Regions from separate parts of the Mus musculus genome. Here all the other regions are linked to region 1. Evidence: chromatin contacts called from public HiChIP or PLAC-seq data. All regions are on one chromosome and are shown on one strand. The core of a region is the stretch at or near the end of the contact, and the rest is flanking DNA. Distances in the headings are between cores, read along the strand shown.

Region 1 (2,657 bases), core at 66-2,565:
TCAGAAATGTTACATGAAGGAGAACAGGGAAAATATCCCTACTCTTATTCACACATGTAATAAAGTATTCATAGGAAAATATTACCCTGGGGAGAAACATCAAAGATTTCCTTTTCCTTCCTAAGCTAGACATCGTTACTTTTAATATAGTGTGTGTGCATGCGAGTATACCATGGACACGGGCTGCCTGCACAGGTCCCTGAAACTGGAGTTGCAGATAGGTTTTAGCCACCCTGGGTGCTGGGAACTAATCCCAGGTCCTCTGCAAAAGGAGCAAATTTATTTATTTATTTATTTATTTATTTATTTCCACCGAGCCATCTCTCCGGTTCTAGTTTATATCATTTTTAAAAAGTCAAGTTTATCAGATAATTATACACTCGTTTCATTTGAACATTGATTGAGATACCTTCAATCAGTGTGCTTACGTGCCACTATCATCAACGAAATCACTCCAACTCTAGAGGAAAAGGAACTTGAGCTGATTAGTTGGTTTGTGTTGACTCCTAAATGCCAGCCTGGTCAGCATTGCTCAGTCTTCACACTGAAGGGAGTTGGCAAGCGATCGTGGACTTACAAACCCTGGGCTCTGATTCAGTATATTTGGCATGGGCCTGAAGCAGTACATGTGTGCAAGCTCTTTGCACATGTCCACACTGCTCATGAACAGGCTGACACCCGAGACAAGCACTCGACTGGTGAGCAGTCCCACTTGCTGGCTTTGCTCTATGTACTTGCCTGCCATGGACTTGAAAAGCCCAAAATCAACACTTGCCTCAAGAAGAAAGATACAAACTACTAACCCTAATTCATTCCTGCCTAGAAACCCGGTGCTTTCTTGCCGGCCTGTGGCAGTGTCTGCGGCTAAGGAACAGACAATGTAGATCCACTTGGCTTTCGGGAGAAAGGCAGCTGTGGTAGCTATTCACTGTGTTTTCTTCCATGGGAATTTTCATATTCATAAGGGAGAAGAGAAAAAAAAATCACTCACTTTGGGAAAAAGTCCAGGCAATGGCCAGGTTGTAGCAAAATCCCTGAAGACCCAACCCAGAGGAAGCACTGAGATGAGTGAACAGTGGAGATCCCCTAGTGCAATCTGTCGTTGGCCCACCCATCAAACTTTATTCCTTCCTGTCTTCCCTCACTTGCCTCTCCCTTTCCTGTGAGCTATGGCTGCATACCCAAATCAACAATTAAATTCCCCCTTTGTTTGTGTGGCAGATGACAAATGCATGGAGGACATCTTGTGTTGCCTAGGCAGGCAGGGCACTTACTTTGATTGATGTTCAGTTGTAGAAAAAAATGAGCTGGGAAGGAATTACAATGGAGGGCCTGCAGACTGGAAGGGGATATACTAATTAGTCCTGCATTAAGCAGTCTGCTTGCATTTGGCGATGAGACGCCTTCAGGAGGGAAGTGTAGGGGTTATTGATGCAAAACAGCATGGAATGCATTATGCCAGGTAGCTGTATAGTCACGTTGCTAAAAAATGTATTAAGAAGCAAGCAGTATGGCTACCGTGTGTTGCTTGAACACTCGCCCTTAAGTATAGTGGGTCAGCCACCCGTTTTATTTCCACTTGGTCCTGTAGGCAACAGGGCAGGCCTTTTGTTTCTCTGGAAAGGCATTTGGAGGTTTTGTCATCCTGGAGGGGAAGCAGCCACTGTCTGTAGCTCACGCTTTCTTTCTTTGAATCCCACTGCAGAGTCATTGAGTGTTGCCGGTGGAACACGATGTCACCAGGTGAAAGAAAGACAAGTCTCTTGTCTCTCCGTAAGGTTTTAGAGAGTTGTTGATCTGACCTAGGAAGAACCCTAGGGGCTGGATCAAGAAAACAGCTCAGACTCTAGGCGAAGGCTTCATCAGTAGCAATAAAGACAAATGCCAAGCATATGCCTGCATGTGGCTTAGCCGTCCATGCTTTAGGTTATAGGCAGACAGAGTGCTGTGTGCTGAAACATCGTATAATTCAAGGGTGACCCAGGTGCTCTTAGGTAGCTGGAACAGGTGATCTAGGGGACATGAATGGTCATCTCCAGGTTACGGTCTCCTGAGCAATGGAAGACGAGAGGGCAGTGCAGAGAGAAAGGTCCCCAAATAATCACTGCCATATGCAGTTTAAAATTCAAACCCTGAAATGGTGATTTAGCCAATTTGACCTGAAGAACCAACGAAACTGGGCTTAATGAAAAGAAGTCACAGAGGTCTTTTGTCACAGTGGGAAATAAACAGACTTGAAACTCCCTTGACTTTCAAGCCATGGTCACTAGGGAGACTAAACGTGCACTCCTGGTAATCCTCCTGCCTCAGCCTCTCCACAGGGATGTCAGATGCAAGTCACCAAGCCTTGCTAACAATGTGACACTGTAGGTGGAGATCTATCTAGCTAACACCAGGTACCTTGAACCGGCCCAGTGGGAGGCAGGTGGCCTTGTGTTCTCCGTGTCCTTTCAGAGTCATGAGATCCTGGTGCAGCGGAAGATCTCTCTTTACTTTTCTGATTCTAGGGACACGTTCATTTATGGATTTACAGGCACCTATGCTGAGAAGAGATGCCAATGATAAAGGCAGGATTTCTAGTCCTCAAAGACATCTGAGCCCCCTCTTCTTTAAGTCTTATCTGTGACTCAGAGCACAAGACAGATATCAGAATATCT
Region 2 (2,657 bases), core at 69-2,568, 930 kb after region 1:
CTTGTGGTTTGGATATAAAAAGGTCTGAGGGTTGAAAGCTTATTCCTCAGCTGGCGGCAGGAAAGTAAATGGGTCATCATGAGGATCCGAACCTCATTACTGGGTTGACCCACCGGGAATGGAGGGAGAGCCTCTCTGGTGGGAGGAAGTCACGGGGGACTTGTTTCTGAAGGCTGTATCTTTTTCTCTCCACTTCCTGCCTTCCGTGAACTGGGCTGCTTTGCTCTCCCACGAGTTCCCAGTCCGGATGTTCTATCTTACCTGGCCCAAAAGCAGTGGAGCCAATCGTATCTGATCAGAAACCTACGAAACTGTGAACCAACGAGTTCCTTCCCCTGCAATTGATTCATTCCAGTGTTCTGTCGTAGCAACAAAAGTGGAGGCTCCCAGTCCGATTTTACATGTCAGCACAGTAACAGAAAGCAGAGATTTCTATGTCAAGGAAATAATAATTTAAACCCAGAGAAAATTAGATTACATATAAATTTATTTTGTAAAAGAAAAATAAAATGCACTCTTTAGGGGTTAGGGTGTATTTAATTTCCCCCCTTTTGGGCTAACTATAACTAAGTGCTCTAAGTTGTTCGAATGTGGCTCCTTAGGAGGGCTACCTACAGAATACACTGAGTTCATACTACACATAAGCAAGACTCTGGGCTGCCAGCAGGGCTAATTACCTACACCAAACCTGCTGGCTTCACTCCCTTAAGGCCGTTGGCAATGCAGCCTTTGTGGCTGGAGTCTCTGCTGTGCTTGCATTCAGTGTGTTAGAGAGCATTTTATATTACACGGATCCTGGTGGTTGCTTTTTCGTTAATACATTGGAAGTAATCAGAAACATACATATAATTCCAGATGATCTCCACCTCTGACCAGATCAGCCATAGTTTCCAAAGGACTTCCTTGTAAGCTGTGCTATTGGGGACCACCAGGGACATCCAGATGGATAGAGATTCCTTGTGTTATTCCTGCAGAGAGCTCCCATATTAAATTGACAGAGCTGTCACTTTTTTCCTCAACACCTAAAGTCCCCTCCTTCACCAGATTAATCATTTTGCTTAGTTGTTTAGCAAAGTACTAGGTGAGCTGTGACTCCATAAACTTTAGGAGCTCATTTATTATGTTGCCTGATCAGAGCTTACATTTATTTACACAGTGTACCCATAAAAACCTAGCTTTCATTAGTGCTGGGAGAAACTGCCCTGCTCTCCTCACTGGGGAAGGTGAAGCTGGAGAAGATAATTAGCCATGAAACAATAAGGAGGCTTGCTGGGTAAGCAGTAGTGTGAAAACAGTTACTCCTCACAAAAGAGGGGAAATTAGCTTGCTGGATAAAAAAGGAAGTGTCAGATTGAAGACTGAAAGGCCTGCCAACAGAAGTAGATAGCTCTATGCATCATTAATGAAATTTTTTAACACTTAAACGCCACAGCTGTCCACATTTAAATGCATGTATATGCCATGTGTTTCCAAAGATTAATATGCATGCTAAAATATTTCTTTCCTCCTTAAACTTCTACATGGTGTCTCTGTCTATCTCATTTCACCTATTTTCTTTCCAAGAATCAAAATGCACCAGCTTTCTCAACGTTGTGCCCTCGCTTCCAAAGCCCACATACGCCATGCATCCCGGAGATGGGCAGTGTGCTCATTATATTTTAACAAACACATTATTTTACATTCATAATACCGCTATTTTAGTAAACAGCGAGTTTGTTTTGATTTTTCTGCTTCACAGAGTGAGGACTTATGATGTGCGTTTCCTTTCAAAACTTCCTCCTGGAGCACCAGCGCTCCCTGAAGCAGCCCCGTTTTTGGCAGAAATTCAGTTCTGTGCAGTGCCAAAAGAAATAGAATCAACAAACACTGCTCCATGCAGCTGGCGAGATCATTTACATATTACTGCACACCAAACATGAAGACCTGAATATGGATTAGGGCTCCTGTGATGACACAAATGTCATATAGATAAAGAAAAACAAAATCCAACACATCGTTGTTTATTTTGCCATTGCTACTGTATGAGTGCTGTTAAGGGAAAAAAAAGGGGGGGGGGTGGCTGCATTTTGAAAATTGGCCTCCTTTCTCTATGTGAAGTGGGCTCTTTCTAACTAATGCAAGAAAAGAAGGAAGCAGAGAGGCATGAGTCGGACCCCTCGCATCCTCCCGGTTTGCTTTGTCAGTTAAAACAGTTTTAATGTCCTTGGTTTAGATGTGGTGGATTGGTGATCTTACAAGAATCCTTTAAAAATCCTTTAAAATGCAAAGCTACCTGAATCCCCATCTAGCCCCTTCTCCACCTTGATTATTTCAGACTAAAACTGAGTTCTTCAATTGGGTTGCAGTCCCTGGTAGGGGGTGGAAGTGAAGGTCCAGTAAAGATGCTTCAAGAAGTACACCATGTGCAGTGGGAGGAATTGCCTAGCATCCTTAGCTGATATGTTTTGGTCCTCATCTCTGCACATGAAGCAGGTTGCATCCGGTTGACTCTTTTAAATCTCAGTGAGATGGGTGGCCTAGGGAAGAGGATAGGTATTGCTGCAACTCTTTTCCCCATCCCCAGCCTTGGGGAAAGCAAATGCTGTAAGAAGAGCCAACAAAGGTGATGCGGATAAAGATGATCGGGAATGGATGAGGGATAAAGGGAATATAAGACA
Region 3 (2,657 bases), core at 92-2,591, 910 kb after region 1:
AGGAGGGAGGAGAGAGGGAAAATAGAAGTCTTGCTGGAGAGAGGGTTGCCAGAGGTAGCTTGGGACAGGAATCCACGGGAGAACAAGCAGCTTTGAGGAACTAAGACGATCACCTAAGAGGAGCAATGCACACATCCATATCGGGAGGCCCACGTGGACAGACCGCATTCAGAAGGAAGGTTCGTCTTCAGGAAGTCAACGTGGCAGGAGGCAGTGATGATAACAGGATGGAACCCAAGACCAGCCCAGGGTGGGTCAGGCCAGCCCCGAGCTTCAGCCAGGCTATCTACAGGAAAGAAAACGGTGACAGGGAAAGGTGTCAGCAATGGCTGTTACTCGCAGGATGAAGCCCTTTCTGGAAGCTGCCTGGGGAGGGGAAATCATCTGCTAGCGATCTGAGATGAGAAGTTATGAAATGTGACTTTCACTAGCTCAGAACACACAAACACATTTTCAGTTCAGTAAGTTATATAGATGCCTTAGTATGTTCATATGTTTTCAAAAAAAAAAAAAGAAAAATCAAGCACATGATCTTTTCTCTGGGTCGTCAATTCATCTATTCTTCTGGGGATGGTCTCAATTTTATCAAGTTCTTTTAAAAAAACCCATAAGAAAATATCAGGTAGTCAGTACCAAAGAATGCAACGATGTACGAACACAAGCCAGGAGATACCTGGCTCCCAGGCTGACACTTCCTCCACTGGTCTGCGTGGGACGTTCTATTATAGAGCGGTGGAACACTCACAACATTATGATGACCCCTAAAGCTTTCGGTCCTTACCTAGGAAAGGGTATAATTAGAATTCACCACTCAACTATCACCGTGCTTCATTTTAGGTCCAGGAAACTGAACTGACTCAATTCTCTCTGTATGTGTGATGATTTGGTACAAATTTCTTCCAAGCTCATTCTGTCCTACTTATTTCTAAATGGCTACAAAAACTGATCAAATCTGAGAGACAACCAAATTCCAGGATACAAAGTACTTTCAGTTCTCAGACCAGCTCTCAAATAAAGCAGGTCTCTGCCTGCTTGAGTTTAATCTAAATTCCGAAGTGCTCTATCAGGGTATTCCCTCCCCCTCGACCTCTTAGAAGCAAATATTCTTCCGTGTCTTCCTGTCTCTTTCTATAAACTTACAACTTCATGCACAAGTCAGAAAAAGTTTTCCAACCGTAGTTCCACCACAGTCAAACAGGATGTTGAGAAGATACGGGAAGTTAACAGGGATGGGGGAGACAGATAGAGGCAGATGGAACAAAATTTGGTACAGTAAAATAATGCAGTAATTCAAGAAAGCACAGGGAAGCATTGCTCACATGCTGAGGATGTGACTCATCGGGAATCTGCCGCTGTGCTGCGCAAGGGAATCCTCCGGTGAAGCCAATCCCATCTTAGTAAAGAGCTGGCATTTGAATGAATTCCCTCCGGGTAATCAATCCTTTCAATTTGGCACACTTGGGAACAAGTCAGGCCAAATGGGCTCAAGCCCAAATCCTCTCTCTCTCTCTCTCTCTCTTTCTCTCTCTCTCTCTCTGTGTGTGTGTGTGTGTGTGTGTGTGTAAGAGAGGGAGGGGAGACAGAGTGAGAGTGAGACAGAGCGAGAGTGAGACAGACAGACAGACAGACAGACAGACAGACAGAGACTGACTTTATCCAATAAAATCTTTATATAGCCTAGCAAGTTATTCAGAAGTGCCCAATTATTATCCAGCAGAAGCTTGGGTTACAAAGGTGATTTAAAGGTAAATGTTATAGACACGTGTAGTGTCGAGAGAAGGAATAATATACAAACCCTCAATGGAGTTTCCTAGAGCTGCTTAGCCAGCCTTGGGAAACCCCAGTGTCAGCCCAGTAAGAGAATGAGAGGTTGTGTGTGGTGAGAAGTGTCGGCTCCAACCATTTTCCCAACTTATAAAAGCTGCGCTGCACTCTAAATTGTGTTAACAGCTATCAACACAAGTAGTCATCTCAAACCGAAAACTCTGTGGCCACCATTACTCATATAGACTGATGAAGTAGGCAAAACAATGAAACTAAGACCAAAAGAAGTAATCACACACACACACACACACACACACACACACACACCCTTAAACCATTAGATGAACAAGGAGAAAACACGAAACTACACACTGGCTGGATGCGAGGAGTTAACTTTTTACACTGCAGACTTTATCCAGCCTGAAATTTAGGGTTAAACCATTCATCAAAGATCACAGGCTTATGATCAGGGTTATGAAGAAATAACTGTCAGAATACAGCAAAAAAGATTAGTGCAAACTACATTTCTTAGGCCCTAGGAGGAATTCCAGACCTACACCACGTGCTCTCTCCAAATTAGGCAGGAAGAGCTGGATCTAGCCAGTTACCTCCCCTTTGATGTGATTCTAACTGGCCTCTCCATTTTCACACAGATGGATACAGTGAAGAGTCGAGCAGTGTGCTGGAAGTACGTGCAAACGCACCACTGTTAGGCCACAGCAAATCTTCTCAGATGAGTTCAGAGGTTTTTAATTAGAACACAGTAGATAAAATAATTTTCAGAACTCTTTGAAAAGAATCTGTTCTGGTTGCAGACTATCTGCCTGGTTCTAAACACATTGTAAACACGTTCGAATGGACTTGTAGTCATTTCATCTGATAATCTATTTCTG

Evidence for each region. HiChIP or PLAC-seq counts read pairs in DNA pulled down with a chosen protein or histone mark.
Region 2: an H3K27ac HiChIP or PLAC-seq map of stem cell-derived neural progenitor cells shows a contact between it and region 1, with 4 times the contacts expected there. The contact joins two enhancer-like sites. A contact is called at or near these places in 1 of 484 Hi-C or Micro-C datasets (neural progenitor cells), 3 of 115 datasets of contacts at active chromatin or transcription factors (embryonic basal ganglia and stem cell-derived neural progenitor cells) and 1 of 9 other capture datasets (embryonic stem cells).
Region 3: a contact with region 1 is called in an H3K27ac HiChIP or PLAC-seq map of stem cell-derived neural progenitor cells, with 4 times the contacts expected there. The contact joins two enhancer-like sites. A contact is called at or near these places in 1 of 15 datasets of contacts at CTCF or cohesin (the NIH/3T3 cell line), 7 of 484 Hi-C or Micro-C datasets (adipose-derived mesenchymal stem cells, cerebral cortex, cortical neurons and 3 more) and 5 of 115 datasets of contacts at active chromatin or transcription factors (the NIH/3T3 cell line, embryonic basal ganglia, embryonic stem cells and 1 more).

What each region holds. Positions count from the first base shown.
Region 1 is chr12:54,051,754-54,054,410 of GRCm38.p6, reverse strand. All of the region lies in intron 9 of Npas3 (neuronal PAS domain protein 3), which reads right to left. Among named protein-coding and RNA genes, the nearest start is that of Gm35818, 89 kb to the left of the region's middle. Within about 2 kb of position 1,315, at least 11 of the 459 cell types and tissues checked have an H3K27ac peak or open chromatin away from gene starts, as enhancers often do. A contact at or near this core is called in embryonic basal ganglia, neural progenitor cells and stem cell-derived neural progenitor cells, where this site is marked.
Region 2 is chr12:53,123,517-53,126,173 of GRCm38.p6, reverse strand. The region is part of intron 12 of Akap6 (A kinase (PRKA) anchor protein 6); the gene reads right to left. Among named protein-coding and RNA genes, the nearest start is that of Npas3, 120 kb to the left of the region's middle. Within about 2 kb of position 1,318, at least 44 of the 459 cell types and tissues checked have an H3K27ac peak or open chromatin away from gene starts, as enhancers often do. A contact at or near this core is called in embryonic basal ganglia, neural progenitor cells and stem cell-derived neural progenitor cells, where this site is marked.
Region 3 is chr12:53,145,440-53,148,096 of GRCm38.p6, reverse strand. Akap6 (A kinase (PRKA) anchor protein 6) reads right to left here. Exons shown (of 14, transcript NM_198111.2): 14 at 1-286. Among named protein-coding and RNA genes, the nearest start is that of Npas3, 100 kb to the left of the region's middle. Within about 2 kb of position 1,341, at least 80 of the 459 cell types and tissues checked have an H3K27ac peak or open chromatin away from gene starts, as enhancers often do. A contact at or near this core is called in neural progenitor cells and stem cell-derived neural progenitor cells, where this site is marked.